Linked DNA regions of Sus scrofa: region 2 is linked to region 1. Evidence: chromatin contacts called from public HiChIP or PLAC-seq data. All regions are on one chromosome and are shown on one strand. Each heading gives the region's core, a stretch centred on a gene start, on an enhancer-like site or on the middle of the called end of the contact. The rest is flanking DNA. Distances are from core to core; before and after follow the strand shown.

The links. HiChIP or PLAC-seq counts read pairs in DNA pulled down with a chosen protein or histone mark.
Region 2: an H3K27ac HiChIP or PLAC-seq map of skeletal muscle shows a contact between it and region 1. The contact joins two enhancer-like sites. A contact is called at or near these places in 2 of 5 promoter capture datasets (liver and skeletal muscle), 2 of 47 Hi-C or Micro-C datasets (both in skeletal muscle) and 1 of 2 datasets of contacts at active chromatin or transcription factors (skeletal muscle).

Annotation. Positions count from the first base shown.
Region 1 is chr9:41,618,223-41,624,757 of Sscrofa11.1, reverse strand. LOC110255433 (a long non-coding RNA gene) reads left to right here and starts at 5,770. Exons shown (of 4, transcript XR_002335637.1): 1 at 5,770-6,535. Within about 2 kb of position 1,732, at least 8 of the 83 cell types and tissues checked have an H3K27ac peak or open chromatin away from gene starts, as enhancers often do. A contact at or near this core is called in skeletal muscle, where this site is marked.
Region 2 is chr9:41,786,817-41,793,958 of Sscrofa11.1, reverse strand. The region is part of intron 4 of ZBTB16 (zinc finger and BTB domain-containing protein 16); the gene reads right to left. Among named protein-coding and RNA genes, the nearest start is that of NNMT, 81 kb to the left of the region's middle. Within about 2 kb of position 1,493, at least 5 of the 83 cell types and tissues checked have an H3K27ac peak or open chromatin away from gene starts, as enhancers often do. A contact at or near this core is called in skeletal muscle, where this site is marked.

The DNA.
Region 1 (6,535 bases), core at 483-2,982:
GCTTCCCCTCCTCGGGGCCTCAGTTTTTCGAGGATCACATGAAAGTATCGGACTAGGCTTGTTGCCAAGCCGACGACTCTAGCTATGAAATCCTTTAGCACTCTGCGAACTCCATCGCACCCCCTGAAACTCGGTCCCAGCACGTTTGGACGGAGAGAAGGTATGAAGCAGGTGTGTGGAAGGGACATGGTCTCTCTTCATCGTAACCCTGATTCCCACCAGGAGGAACCCAGGCGTTCGGGCACCGTCTCCCTCCACACAGGAGCAGACGACCCAGAAGAGGGCAGCTGGGCTTCAGCCTGGGCAGGAAATGGTAAGTGCTTCTTCTGTCGATGATGGCTGTCTGTGGTTCTAGAGAGGAAAGCAGATATCAGTGGTGAAGCTTAGCCAGGTCATAGAGGAAGGAGCAGGGGGAGGGGGCAGGGCAGCTGTAGTGCAGTCAGTGTTCCACTGTGACCCAAATAAGGTGTCCTTGGTACAGAGAGGGCGATGGAGCATTAGATAGAGATATAAATACAGATAGGCTGCTTTGCATCAGGTCTAGAAACACATTTTCTCCTCTCTCGTTCAGAAATCATGCCCCAACCCAAGGTTGCTGGTTCCCACCTCAGGGCCTTGGCACTTGATGGATCCCAGACTCCCACCCTCCCCCGAAAACCTTCCTCCCATCCCACCATACACTTGTTTCTACCTTAAGAACTCAAACAACCCTTCTGCAGAGAAATCCTTCCTACAGATGCCTTATCAGGAGCTGCCTCCTGCCCCTGGGGGGCCCTCTGCCCTGCATTTTTGTTTTCATAGCACTTGCTAGTACCGGAAATTGCCTCCTTTGTTTATAGGACTGCTTGTTTATTTCCTGGCTACCCCCAGAGCCTCCCTACAGCTCCCTCCGACTTAAGGTAAGCTTCCTGAGGGCAGGGGCCTGGGCCCTTTCAGGAGGTTGTATTGGGAGCACCAGGACCAGGCTGGCACACAGTAGGCTCCTAAGAAATATTTGTTCCAAGAGTGAAAGAGCAAAACAAGAAATGTGCTGGGTTTTTTTTTTTTTTCTCTCCCCAGGAAGACTTTTTTAAACAAACAGGCAGCCTGTTGTTGAGAATGAGCGGTTCAGGCCTAGATAATTCACAGCCGGGGAAGAAGCAGGAGTAGGTTCTTCCACAGGCTCTGAGGTAGCTGGGCCGATCGCACAGTTCTTTTTCCTGATAGGGCTTCCAAAAGACACCTCCACATGATGTCCCCACTCTCTGTGCCCGCCAGGGAGAAGGCGGGATGGGGGACCATGCCTGGAGTTCGGGCAGCACTGTCCCCAATACTTTCCCCTCATTTTACCATTTCATCAATGAGGACCCAGGCACCCAAGGTTCAACGACGTGGCTGAGATTGTCGAGTCTAAAGTCAAAACTGGATCCAGTTGGTGCTCTTGCCTCTGCATTTAAACTTGTTCAGAGGAACCCAAGCTGCCTGGCTCCCATACCTGCCCCCATGGAGAGATGGCGAGCGCCCACCTACACACGGCGCCAGTGATAACAGGCTCCTTAGCGGACCCAGCTCCAGAGGGAGGCAGATGAGGCACAGAAAGCAGGTGCAGAGCTTAAGGAAGCATCACTGCTGGGTTCTGGGGTGATTTGGAGAAATGCCTTGTTAAATCTCAGAGCCCAGCCCCATGCTCGCCTCACCTGGTCCTGGCCCTGCTCCTTGGAGCTTTCTGCAAGTTCTCTGTCCTTTTCTCTCGTGTCATATGATACTTCTTTTTTTAGAAAGATCATCAACATGACTAGATGGTGGATTGCTCTCGGGAAGCATTTGACTCGCTTTGCCAACTAGCTCTAGCCACTTCTTGGCAACGTGCCCTCCAAGTGGCCACTGAAATTATTTTTCTAAAGGATCGATCTGTCACTCCCCCCACGTCAGTGCCCCTTCTCATGCCTACATTTTTTTAAGGCCTAAACACATGGCTGTTCTTTACGACACTTTACACATTGGCAGCATTCTGTCTCCAAAGTCTTGTCACGCTTCTGAGGCTTTAGGCAGGCTGTGTCTTCTGCCCTGGGGCCCCCCTCCCTGTCTGTCTGGGCAAAATCATTTACCCTTCCAAGCCTAACTCCAAGGCCACTTACACACAAGATGTTCCAGATCTGGAGTAACGCTGATGTGAACCCAGTCTCCGCTGGTGGCCAGAAGGTACCCGACCTAGGAGGTGAGAGCAATCAAGCCAGCAGTCAGGGCCTCCCAGGGCCCCTTCTCACATTCTCTGCAGTGACAGCTCTGTGTGGGGAAGGTTCCCTCCTACACTCAGCCTGGGCAATGTGACTTCATCACCTGGCTAAGTGTGACTCTAGCCTTTGAACTTTTTTTTTTTTTTTTTTGCTTTTTAGGGCTGAACCTGAGGCATCTGGAGTTTCCCAGGCTAGGGGTTGAATGGGAGCTACAGTTGCTGGCCTACACCACAGCCACAGCCATGCCAGATCCAAGCCACGTCTGAGACCTACACCACAGCTCATGGCAATGCCAGATCCCTAACCCACCTGAAACTGACAGCACTAGTCCAGAACACAGACTGGGACTTGAACACACTGAGCGAGGCCAGGGATCAAACCCACATCCTCGTGGATACTAGTCGGGTTCATGACCGGCGAGCCACAGCGGGAACTCCTGAGCTAACTTTATATTTTGCTGTAACAATGAGGATCCAAGCTGTTGGCAACAAAGCGAAACCAGGCTCCCAGGTGGCCTGGAACCTCCCTGGTTCACCCAGGGCTTATTTTTAGACTTTTCTCTTTGGCGTCCAGCTTCCCAAGCTGCCAGGGTCAGGGGTGTTTCACTGGTTTGCAGCCGGAATAGGCGGGCACCTCAGAGCCCAGCCTTCTGCCCGGCTCCCCCCACCCTGGTTTCTAAGTTCTCATGTTTGTTTTCCTCCCTCCTCCGTGTCTAACTTTTCTGTCTTCTTTTCATGATCTTGAGACTCAATCCAAAGTCAGGCTGACATTTTGGCCCTGTCTCCCCAAGGAGCTCAGCGCTGAGATCTTTTTCCCTGGAAAGAAAGTTGATGTATGTGTGGGTTTGGGAGAAGCTTAGAGAAGAAAGTTAGTGATTATTATCCATGCACGCTGGATAATAACAACGATAATAATAATACAATAATAATCAAGAAGAACAATGCCTACCTTTGCGGAGCACTAACTCTGTAGCAATTGGGCCAGGTCATTTTTTAAGCCTTGTCTCATTTAATCTCTTAGGTAGGGCTGCTCTCTACCCATCATAAAGGTGGTTCCTATTATACCCATTTCCAAATAAGACGTTGAGGCTTAGAGAGTTAGATAAGTAGCCCAAGATCAAACAGCTGGTGAGGGCTGGTGTCTAGGTTGGCCTTACAACCTGTAGCTCTTATATCTGAGGGACCCGAAACAAATCGCTTCACCTCTCTGCATGTCAGTTACATTGCATCTGTGACGGCAACTAGCAGAGATATTCCTCATTTTATAAGCCAGTTAGGACAGATGAATGGGATAAGGACTCTGAGGTGCTATGTGTTAATCATTATCTTTATGAAATCTGAGACCGCCCCCCACCCCAAAATCTGGGAGAGCACAGAATTACCTAAGACACTGGGAATTCTTTTTCACACAGGAAAATTGTTTAGATGTTCCTTGCTCTGATTTGAACCTGTACCTTCCATTTTGAGAGATTATCATTCTTTACAATCCAGGCTCTTTGGCTTGACCATGGGACTTTACGATTTTCAAAAGATGGTTTTAGTTGAGCCTGATGACAATGGGGGAGTTAGGACAAATATATGCCCCCCTTCTGCAGGCAGGAAAACTGAAAGTGGCTGTCAGGGGCTGGCTCGGAGCAGGACTCCTGACGTCTACTCTGGCTCTCTTTGCTTCCTTCGGTTTCTATCCTCGGAGCCTGGGCAGCTGACAGTGTTGACAGATGCGGGAGAAGGTTTTGGCGGTGGGGGTAGGGGTGGCCTCTGGCCTCTCCTCCTTAGGACATCAGAATATGCATGGTCCCCTTGGAAACAGCATTTGTGCAAAACTCTACCTGAGAGGCAAGCTGTGGTTAAGGCCTATCCTTTTGTTGTTATTTAAATAGACATTTTAAAACATTTAAAGTCTGTCATTTTCCCTTTGTGATTTGGAGTCAGGGCAGGTTTTCGGGTGTCAAGCAGTCGCTGAGCTTTGGTGGCCTTGGGTACCTGGCCTGAAAGCCTCTGTGCAACCAGCCCAGCCAGAGGGACCAGAGGCTCTGTCTTTTCTTTCTTTCTTTCCTTTCTTTCTTTCCTTTCTTTCTTTCTTCCTTTTCTTTCTTTTCTTTCTTTCTTTCTTTCTTTCTTTCTTTCTTTCTTTCTTTCTTTCTTTCTTTCTTCTTTCTTCCTTTCTTTCTTTCTCTCTCTCTCTCTCTCTCTCTCTCTCTCTCTCTCTCTCTCTCTCTCTTTCTTCATGTTGAGCTCTGGAGCTTTGGCCTGACAGATCTGAGTTCAAATGCTGTCTCTGCCCCTGACTAGCTATGCCCTAGGCAAATTCTTTAAATTCATGTCATCTGTAAAGTGGAGAGAGGGAGGCATATGTGGCTGCTGTTAGCCTTGTAGGAGTTCTTCTGTAACATAAAGTGCCTGGTCAAGTAGTAAGTGCTGAATAATTTAGCTTTTATTATACTTTTTTCCCCAGCCTCGTTGGACCATGGAGATGGCCCCCTGCAGATGGCGGCCCTTCTGACAGTGTCTTTGTGAGAGGGGAGGATGGGCTGTGGAGCACATCCGAATCGTGCCTCTTGAGTGGCCACGAAGAGGGTCTGGGTGGAGGTTCAGGCAGTGGCCAGGTGGGGACCAGGTTAAACTCTAGGCTCTCAGACCCCTCTCTCCTCTGACTGCCCGAAATCCTTTCATTCCATGAAGGGCCAGGTTGTGACCAGAGCCCCAAGGTCAGGACCCCCCCCCCAACCCAATTACCCCATACTGGGATGGGGGCCTGGCATGTTTGTCCTGCCCCAGCTGCTGGGCTTGGTAAGGGGATCCAAGGAAAGGGACAGCATAAAATCGGGGGAGAAAGGAGAGACGCTGTGCTGTTGAAAGTGCGCAGACCAGGTTCTCTGTGCTGCTGGAAATGGAGCGGGCACTCCACTGCTCCCCCTGCTGGCTGGACAGGAGGACTGACATCCTAGTGGGAGCATAAAACCCACCCTGGACGGGGCTGGGTAAAGAGCCCAGCCAAGAGTTGGGGGATGGGAAGAGGGAAGGGCTCATTGCTGCGACAATTTCAGAATCACCTAAGGCTTTCAGTCAAAAATGCATGTTTCTGAACCTCACCCTAAAACCTATCCAGTCATTGTTTCTTTGCGAGATGAGGCTCAGGAACCTGTATTTTTTGAGGGGGGTGGGGGTGGGGGTTCTGTTCCTGGGCCAGGGATGGAACCTACGCCACAGCAGCGACCCAAGCCACTGCAGTGACTGTGCGATATCCTTAATCTGCGGGCCATGAGAGAACTCCCAGGAGCCTGCATTTTTGTTTGAAGGTCATTAATGCTGAATAGAAAAGAATCTAGAACATTTTTGCTGTGGGTTGATTTTAAATAGCATGCAAGGAGTTCCCATCGTGGCTCAGCTGTTAACAAACCCGACTAGCATCCATGAGGATGCAGGTTTGATCCCTGACCTCGCTCAGTGGGTTAAGGATCTGGCATTGCCACGAGCTATGGTGTAGGTCACAGTTGTGGCTTGGATCCAGCATTGCTGTGGCTCTGATGTAAACTGGCGGCTGCAGCTCGGATTGGACCCCTAGCCTGGGAACCTCCATATGCCAGACATGCAGCACTAAAAAGCAAATAAAAAATAAATACTGTTCAAGTTAGCTTGAAGACAAGATTGGCAATAAACATTTTGGTTTGACAGATTTTCTTGTACACCTACTGTGTGCCAGGAATGTATTCTGCCATCGAGCTGCCTCTCAGTTTCCAGGGCCAGGTGGATATTTGGAAAGAGAAAGCACGAGCCTAGAGCATGAACGTGCAGTGTGCCAAGGGGTGTGGGAGCTGGAACCAGAACAGGAAGGAGGATGGGAGAACAGCTCCCAGCTCCTCCTTCATTTTTCACTCTTGAGCTCGAGTATTGTCAATAGAAGGTAAGGGTTACCCTGGCTTTCTTTTCTCTTAAATTGAAATGTGGGGAGGCCTCCTTTCTGTCTACCCTTGATGTTATATCCTTCTTGGACATGATGAAAAGACACTGAACCACGGGTTCACGCCTATTTGCTCATCTGAAATTGGGACACTGTGCAGTTCTGCATGCCCCATCTTAGCCAAAGTAAAGGGACTTTCTGCTTGACTCTTCTCCAGCACAAGCAGCAGTGGGTCAAAATAAACAACCCTGGAATCCAAACGCTGGCTCCTCCCACCAAAAAGGCAAAATACTTCCTCTTTAATTGATGCAGGCCCTCAGTGTGCAGGTCACAGCGCTGCCCATCTTCAGAGTGCGCCCACCTGCACTGGAGCAAGGTGGTGACCAGGTGGAGAAATCCTGGTGCCCAGAGACACACGC
Region 2 (7,142 bases), core at 244-2,743, 170 kb before region 1:
GAGGTGTCCACACCCAGCTCTGGATGATCCTCTCACCCGAGATGGGCAGAGAGACTGCGTGCACTCAGGCCACTCCGGAGCTCCTGCAGGAGGAAACCAAGTCCCTTGCTCAGAAAGACAGCTGAGATTAGAGGGACCAGGTTTTGAGGGAGAGGTGCTGCCGTTTTCTACCAAGCAGAGCACGGAGCCCCTCTCTCTGGAGATTTCTGGGAGGACGGGGGCACAGAGTGATTTCCTCTGTGCCACGTGGGCACACCCTGCCTGTTCTAAAGCAGGGGGTCCCTCCAGCCCAAGGGACCTAGGAGTGTCCCCTGACCCCTTTGCCCATAGCCAGGATTTAAAAGCAACAGCAGGGGAACTCCCCTTGTGACTCAGCAGGTTAAGAACCCGACAGAATGTCCGTGAGGACGTGGGTTCAATCCCTGGCCTCGCTCAGTGGGTTAAGGATCCAGTGTTGCTGCGAGCTGTGGCGTGGGTCAAAGATGAGGCTCAGCTCCCGTGTTGCTGTGGCTGTGGTGTAGGCTGGCGGCTGTAGCTCTGATTTGATCCCTAGCCTGGAACTTTCATATGCTGCGGGTGCAACGCTAAAAATAAATAAATGAATGAATAAAATAAATAAATAAATGCAACAAGAGTACATTAAGTTCTCTTCACTCGGCTTCCAAAACTTCGAGAAACAGCTCCACGTGTTAAAAGGAGCAACAGAAGGAGGATTAGGAGGACAGAACCCGATTCTACGACCAGCTAGTTATGTGACCCTGGGCTCCGTTTCTTCGTTTAAAACAGGAGGACGTTGGACCAGAGGGAGTGAAGTCCGTTCCCAGGTATTTAGGGCCGTTACACCTCTCTTCCTCTTGCTTTCCCAAGCTGGGGCCACACTTGGGCAGGGCGTGCTAGGGAACCCCAGGCATCCTGGAAGCGGTCTGGGGAAGGCGAGAGACCCAACCAAAACCCTTACTTACTTTCTTCTTTTTTTTTTTTTCAAAGTCACTCCTAGCTTCTCGGGACACAAAAGTATCTGTTAAGGTAAGTTAAACCTTCTCAAGATGAATTTTCCTGCTACTTTTAATTAAAAGTTCTTTAGAATTAAAAGGACACCATTCAGAAAAGGTTGAAAAAAAATTTCATTGACACTCCCCCTCCCCCTTTTCCCAAGGCAAAGAAAAAGCTGTTTTTGTGCACGGCTCACCCGGTCCACACTGTACAAAAGAAGGCGGATTGGCGGCAAGACACGTGAGATGACCCTTTGACCCTGAACCGCTGACAAGTCCTCAATGGCATAAATACCAGATAATCAATCACATGCCAGGAGGGCAAGTCCCCTGCCCTCGCCCCAGCGCTGGGGTTTATGAGAGATACACTGTAAATAGACACTGGCTTCTTAAGAGGGGCCCCCTCGGCATTCCAGGGGCCGCCGTAATCCTGAACCAGGCCCGGCCAGATCCCTGACCATCTCGTTTTACAGCTTTCATCGCGAGCTTATAAAGTGCTTTCCCTCCCAAGCTGGACTTCTGCTATGAAATGAAGCCAGGCCTCAGCCACCCGCCTCCCATCCAAGAGGGAGGGGATTCCGAAAATAACTCCAAAGAAAGCTAAGCTAGAGGAGGCAGAAAGAGGGCAGGTCAGCCAGAAACGCCCAAGGTGCTGGGGATGGTAGGGAGGGGTGTGGGCAGGGCTGCGGGAGCCAGGCAGGACCTGGCGGTAGTGAAGAAGCAGTGAGGACACGGATGACAACAGGAATGACCGTCGCTAAGCACTTGGTGAGTGCACTGATGCTCTTAAGGGCCACATGCCATTCTAGGAGAATCTACCAGTTCACCCGAATCTTAGTGTCTATCTTCAAAAATAACTCTGGGAGGTGGGCACTATCACGACTGCACCCATTTTGCAGATGAGGAAACTGGGGCTCAGTTCAAATAAACTGTCCAAACAGCCAGGGGACTAAATGACAGGGAGGGATTTAAACCCAGAGAAATGACTCAGTCCAGATACCCCCTCCACTCTATCCTCCAAGTCCACGGATGTCTGCCTAGAAGGGGAAAATGCTGAAATTCCATGCTTTAGATCAACCGGTACTTTCAGATCATACAGGAGCCAGAGGGAAGGAAACATTCAAAAAGTTCTGATGAGGAGTTCCTGCAGTGGTGCAGCAGAAACAAATCCAGCTAGGAACCATGAGGTTGCAGGTTCGATCCCTGGCCTTGCTCAGTGGGTTAAGGATCTAGCATTGCCATGGACTGTGGTGTAGGTCACAGATGCGGCTCAGACCTGATGTGGCTGTGGCTGTGGCATAGGCCGGCAGCTGTAGCTCTGATGGGACCCCTAACCTGGGAACCTCCGTATGCCGAGGGTACAGCCCTAAAAAGCAAAAAAAAAAAAAAAAAAAAGTTCTGTGAATGTAGGCCTAAAAATCAATACATCATCAGAAGAGTGTCCAGTTTCCAAGAGAGCCAAAAACTAGGTTGGTTCTAGAGGAGAAAAAGCGAGTCTTTAACTCCAGACCATAAATTCTAACCCCCACTCTAGTGCAAGAGTCTCAGCCCTGCCCTTTAGCCCACCTTGGACCCCGAGAGCGCAGAGATCCAGCGCCGGGCCCGGATGTCTCTAAGGCAACAATGGTCTTCTGAACCTTTGCGCCTGCTCAGAAGAGTTTTACCAAGGTCCTAAACCGGCCTCAGCAAAGGGGGACGTGGGGGCAGGGAAAGGAAGACAGAGCCTCTTGGTAACTAATTTTGATAATGCTTTTGTGTCAGGGTCAAAGGTTAAATATGGCCACACTAATCCGCTTCTTCCAGAATTAAAGCACAAGGGAGATTTTTTTTTTTTCTATAGCTTAGCAAGAGGGCTTTTCTCATGGCTGGAGAAATGGTACTGACCAAGCCCCCTGAATGGGACCCCTGGCTGCTGGAGACACATTCTTGCATTCATCTGGGCAGAGCATCCCAGGTCCTGGCCGCACGGTCAGAGTTATTTATTATTAAGACCGAGGTGAAAGGAATGCAAAGTGGCACTTTAGAAAATGCAAGAGTCCTCTGTCCAGCCCCACCCCCTTCTGAATAATGCTTCCTGAGATGCCCTAGAAAGAAGTGGGGGGAAATGCTCGGGAAGCACCCCCCTCCCAAACACACACACAGAAACTGGAAGAATCATACACACATGTAAATGACTGGAAAACTGTGGTTCTGAGAAGCCATAATAAGCCACCGTGTGTTTGCTCGTACGGGCTGCAGAGTGCTTCTCACGAATTATTTCACTGAGCTTCACAGCAGGCCCGTTAGATAAGCAGGTTTGGGGGACCCCTTTCTACCAGTATAGAAACTCACTTTCTCAAAGGGCAAGTGAACTTGCCCAGCATCTTGCTTCTAATAAGCAGCAATTCTGGGGCTAAAAATAGCCTTTGTTGCTGAGACTGAAGGAGGCAGTCATCCTCCAGGAAGAAACCCAGGGTTGCCCCGCCAGCGGGAGACCCACAGCCAGAAGGCCAGCAGGAATTTGGGCCGGAAACGCGTTTCTTGGGTTCATTTTCCCAGAGCTTCCCCTGGGAAGGGGGTGCTTCTGAACCAGCAGGTGAGAGAGCAAAGTATGTGAACATGACTGGAGGAGCTGTGTGTGTGTGTGTGGGGGGGGTCCTGCCATGGAGACACCCCCCTCCGACTGGAGCTAATGTCCCTCTTTCACCACCCCCCTTCCTGGATGGGGGAGCAGTCACCACCCCAAGGCAGAGAGGGGCGCTCCCGAGGGAGGCAGTGGTCCTGCAAGAAATGATTGTCCAAGTGTCAGCAACCTGCTGCTTCCCAGAGCCTCGGGGTCAGAGGCCAGGACGGAGCACAATGGCCTTCTCCAGCTGAGGGGTCCAGGGAGAGGGGCCTCCGGGGGGTCCCGGAATGCGGAGGCTCCGCGTCCAGGCACCGGGGTCTCCCGCCTGCCCTTTTCTATCCTTCCTCCCTCCACAAACGCCAGACCCAGCCTCATACACAGGAGACCAAGAAAGGAGGGATTAGGAGCAGCCTCCACACGCAAACACGCAGGCTTATCCCACAAGACGTGGGGAGCAGCTCCGTCACCAGCCCTGCAGAATAAATTCACCCTCAAGCAGGATGGGATGGAAGCTCAGTCTGAGGGTCCCCTGCTGCCTCCAAGCCATCGCCCTCCTCAGGGGCACCCTTCCTGCTCCTGAGCACGCCTGTCACAGCTCTCCCCTTGTCTGTGAGCTCCTGGGGGTGGCAGCCGGGTAGGCGAGGCTGGCTATCCTTGGCTATCTCCTGGTTGGTGCTCAAATCCCGTGCGATGAATGAGGAAGAAATGACACTGTTCAAGCTCCTTCTAGAACTTTCTCCACACTGGAAATTATAGATCTGGAATGCTTTCATGTGGGACCTGTCTCCCTGACCTATTCGGATCATATTCAGTCAAAAATCCTAGGACAGCTCTCCCTCTAATGTCTGCCCCTCGTGTTACACTGAATATGTAATTATTGGATGGACCAGCCTGCTTCCCTCATTCTTTTCTCTGTAATTTAAAATATATAATAGCATTTGACTTGTTTTCATACAGAATTCATATTCAGAGGACAGCATGGCAGATGCAACAGAGGAAGCCAAGGGAGGAAGGGGCTGTGATGAGGTGAGGGGGTGCAGAAGGGCACAGACTGGGTATATGAAGAGCAGGGGTCAAAGCCCCCAAATGTCTCGAGAGATGTCACAATTGTAACAATACCTTAACTCTGGATTGTGCTTTTCACCTTACAAGGACACTACTGCTTTCTAAGATTCTTCTGGTCCTCCTCACATCCAGCTTTGGGGTACATGGGGCAAGAATGGAGTTCTCATTTTTCAGGTAAGAAGTCTGAGACTTGTGCAAGTTGAGTGACTTCTCCAAGGCCATATGGCTGGTAAATGACGAGCAAAAATCTGACTTCAGACAAGAACAGATTCCCCTTTCCTGCTTCTTACTGCTTTTGGTTAACCACGTAACAAATATTTATTGAGTGGCCAACAGCAAAGGGTCCAGGGACCCAAGAATGGTTCAGACAACCGCTCCCCGCAACCCCAACACCAACTAACACACGGAGGAGCAAGACGGCCAAGTGCTGCAAGTAGCGTGTGTCCACGGGGCAGGAGACAAAAAAGAGGAAACACTTTCCATTGCTGGTTTGGAGGAAGAGTGTAACCAAGAAGGACCCTGTCTTAATCTGCTCCTAACAAAATGCCACGAGTGGGCAGCTTAACCAACAGACATTTATTTCTCATAGTTCTGGAGGCTGGAAGTCTGAGCTCAGGGTGCTGGCATGGTGGGATCCCTGGTGAGGGCTCTCTTCCTGGCTTGTAGACAGCCACCTTCTAGCTGTATCCTCACACAGCGGAGAGAGACAGCAAGCTCTAATCTCTTCCTCTTCTTCTAAGGACACTCATCCCGTCATGGGGACTCCATCCTCATGCCTCACTTAAACCTGCCCAAGGGCCCACCCCCAAAACCATCATATCAGAGGTTACAGCTTCGACATTTACATAATAGAAAACAACTGAGCTAAGAAGGCACAGTCTGGGCAGACAAGACACACGAACATGCGGGAGTCAGGGGAAGATACACGGAGAAGAAAACCAGCAAGGAGAGAATGGAAAATTCTCAGTGACTCAGGATGAACACATTGTAGGTGGTGGCATGAGATGGCCCGAGACTCTGACTAGAGGCACTTCCTGGGCCACAGAGCAGAGTCTGATCTTATCTCCCCAGAAGTTCTCAACCCTCGTTTTACACATAGGTGCTGGGGAGCTTGAGAAAACATCCACACTTGGGCCCCACGCTAGACATTCTGAGTCAGCTGGTTTTGCGGCGGGGGGAGGGGGGAGTCCTTGCTTGCTGTTTTTTTTTTTTTTTTTTTTTTTTTTTAAAAAGCTCCCCCAAGTCATTTTAATGTGTAGCTGTGTAAGATAACAAGGCTCTTCTAAAGAAGAAGCACTTGGTGTGCATTGTAGGTGTCAGGGCCACCCTCACCTGGGATACCAAGCACGAGGCCAAGCACTAAACCCAGGTTGGTCCACCCGCTTCACATCCATCCTCCACGACCACCTCTAGCTGACAGAACTGGGGCAGCGGTCTGGAGACCATGGGGCTCTGCATGCCACCATCCCGGGCCTTAAATGATAAGCCTGTCTCCTGGGGTCCTTTCCCAGAGTCGACTGCCCTCAGACCTGCAAGCTGCAGCCCATCTTGTCACATGCTCCTGGGCCAGCAGGCAGATACCTAATGTGAAGGATCCTGTGCACAGGAACTGCTGAGTTTCTGGCGGCAGCAGAAAGGATTTCAGGCAAACACAGGGATGTGGGACACTCCAATCACCACCTCTGGGTCCCCACAGTATGTGCCATATTCAAGTGCCTTGTATCCTCAATCACCTTTTTAGATATGCGAGTGTTGCACCGCCAGCCCCACTCCCACCCCAAGCAATAGCTGGCTTTTTGAAGGTAGGATTTAGGTCTGATTTTTCTATTTTGCAAAAATTGATAGCGTGCTTACAAACGTACAGCTGGTAGGTGAGTGAGGTCTGAGAACGTCCACAGCATCTGTGCTGTGCTTGCTCTGGGCTTCGCAGAGCCCAGGGGCCCTGGCAGCTCTCAGGGCAGCCCCTGACTAACAGACCACCAAGGAGGGCTCATGGGCAGAATCTCCTGCCCTGGAGATTTCCAGGAAAAGGGAAGAGGACCATTTTCTGGAGATGGCAGCGTTGAGGGGACCGGAGGAATGGTCCACGAGCAAGATTCCTGGGTTCTAGTCAACAGTATGTCTCCCTAACTTGCTGTGTGATCCTGGGTCCGTGACTGGACCTCTCTGAGGCTCAGGATCACCATCCTTAATGCCTCTTGCTCCAGTTGGGCAGTCTAGGAGTCCACACATGTTAGAATTCTAGACCTCAAAGTAGGCTCTTCTAATCTGAATACACCCCCAAACTGAGCATAATATACGAAAATGGTGATTCCAGGTGCTATTTTGGAAGGTGAGGATATGGCCCTGCGACTCACCATTGGATGAGGCAAGTCCTCTTTCTGAGCAGCAGCCAGGCCCCCTTCCATGACCCAGGAGCTTAGGATGAGGAGCCCAGAAAGCAGCCCCGGACAGAGAGTCCAAGCGAGGGAGCCCGGTGA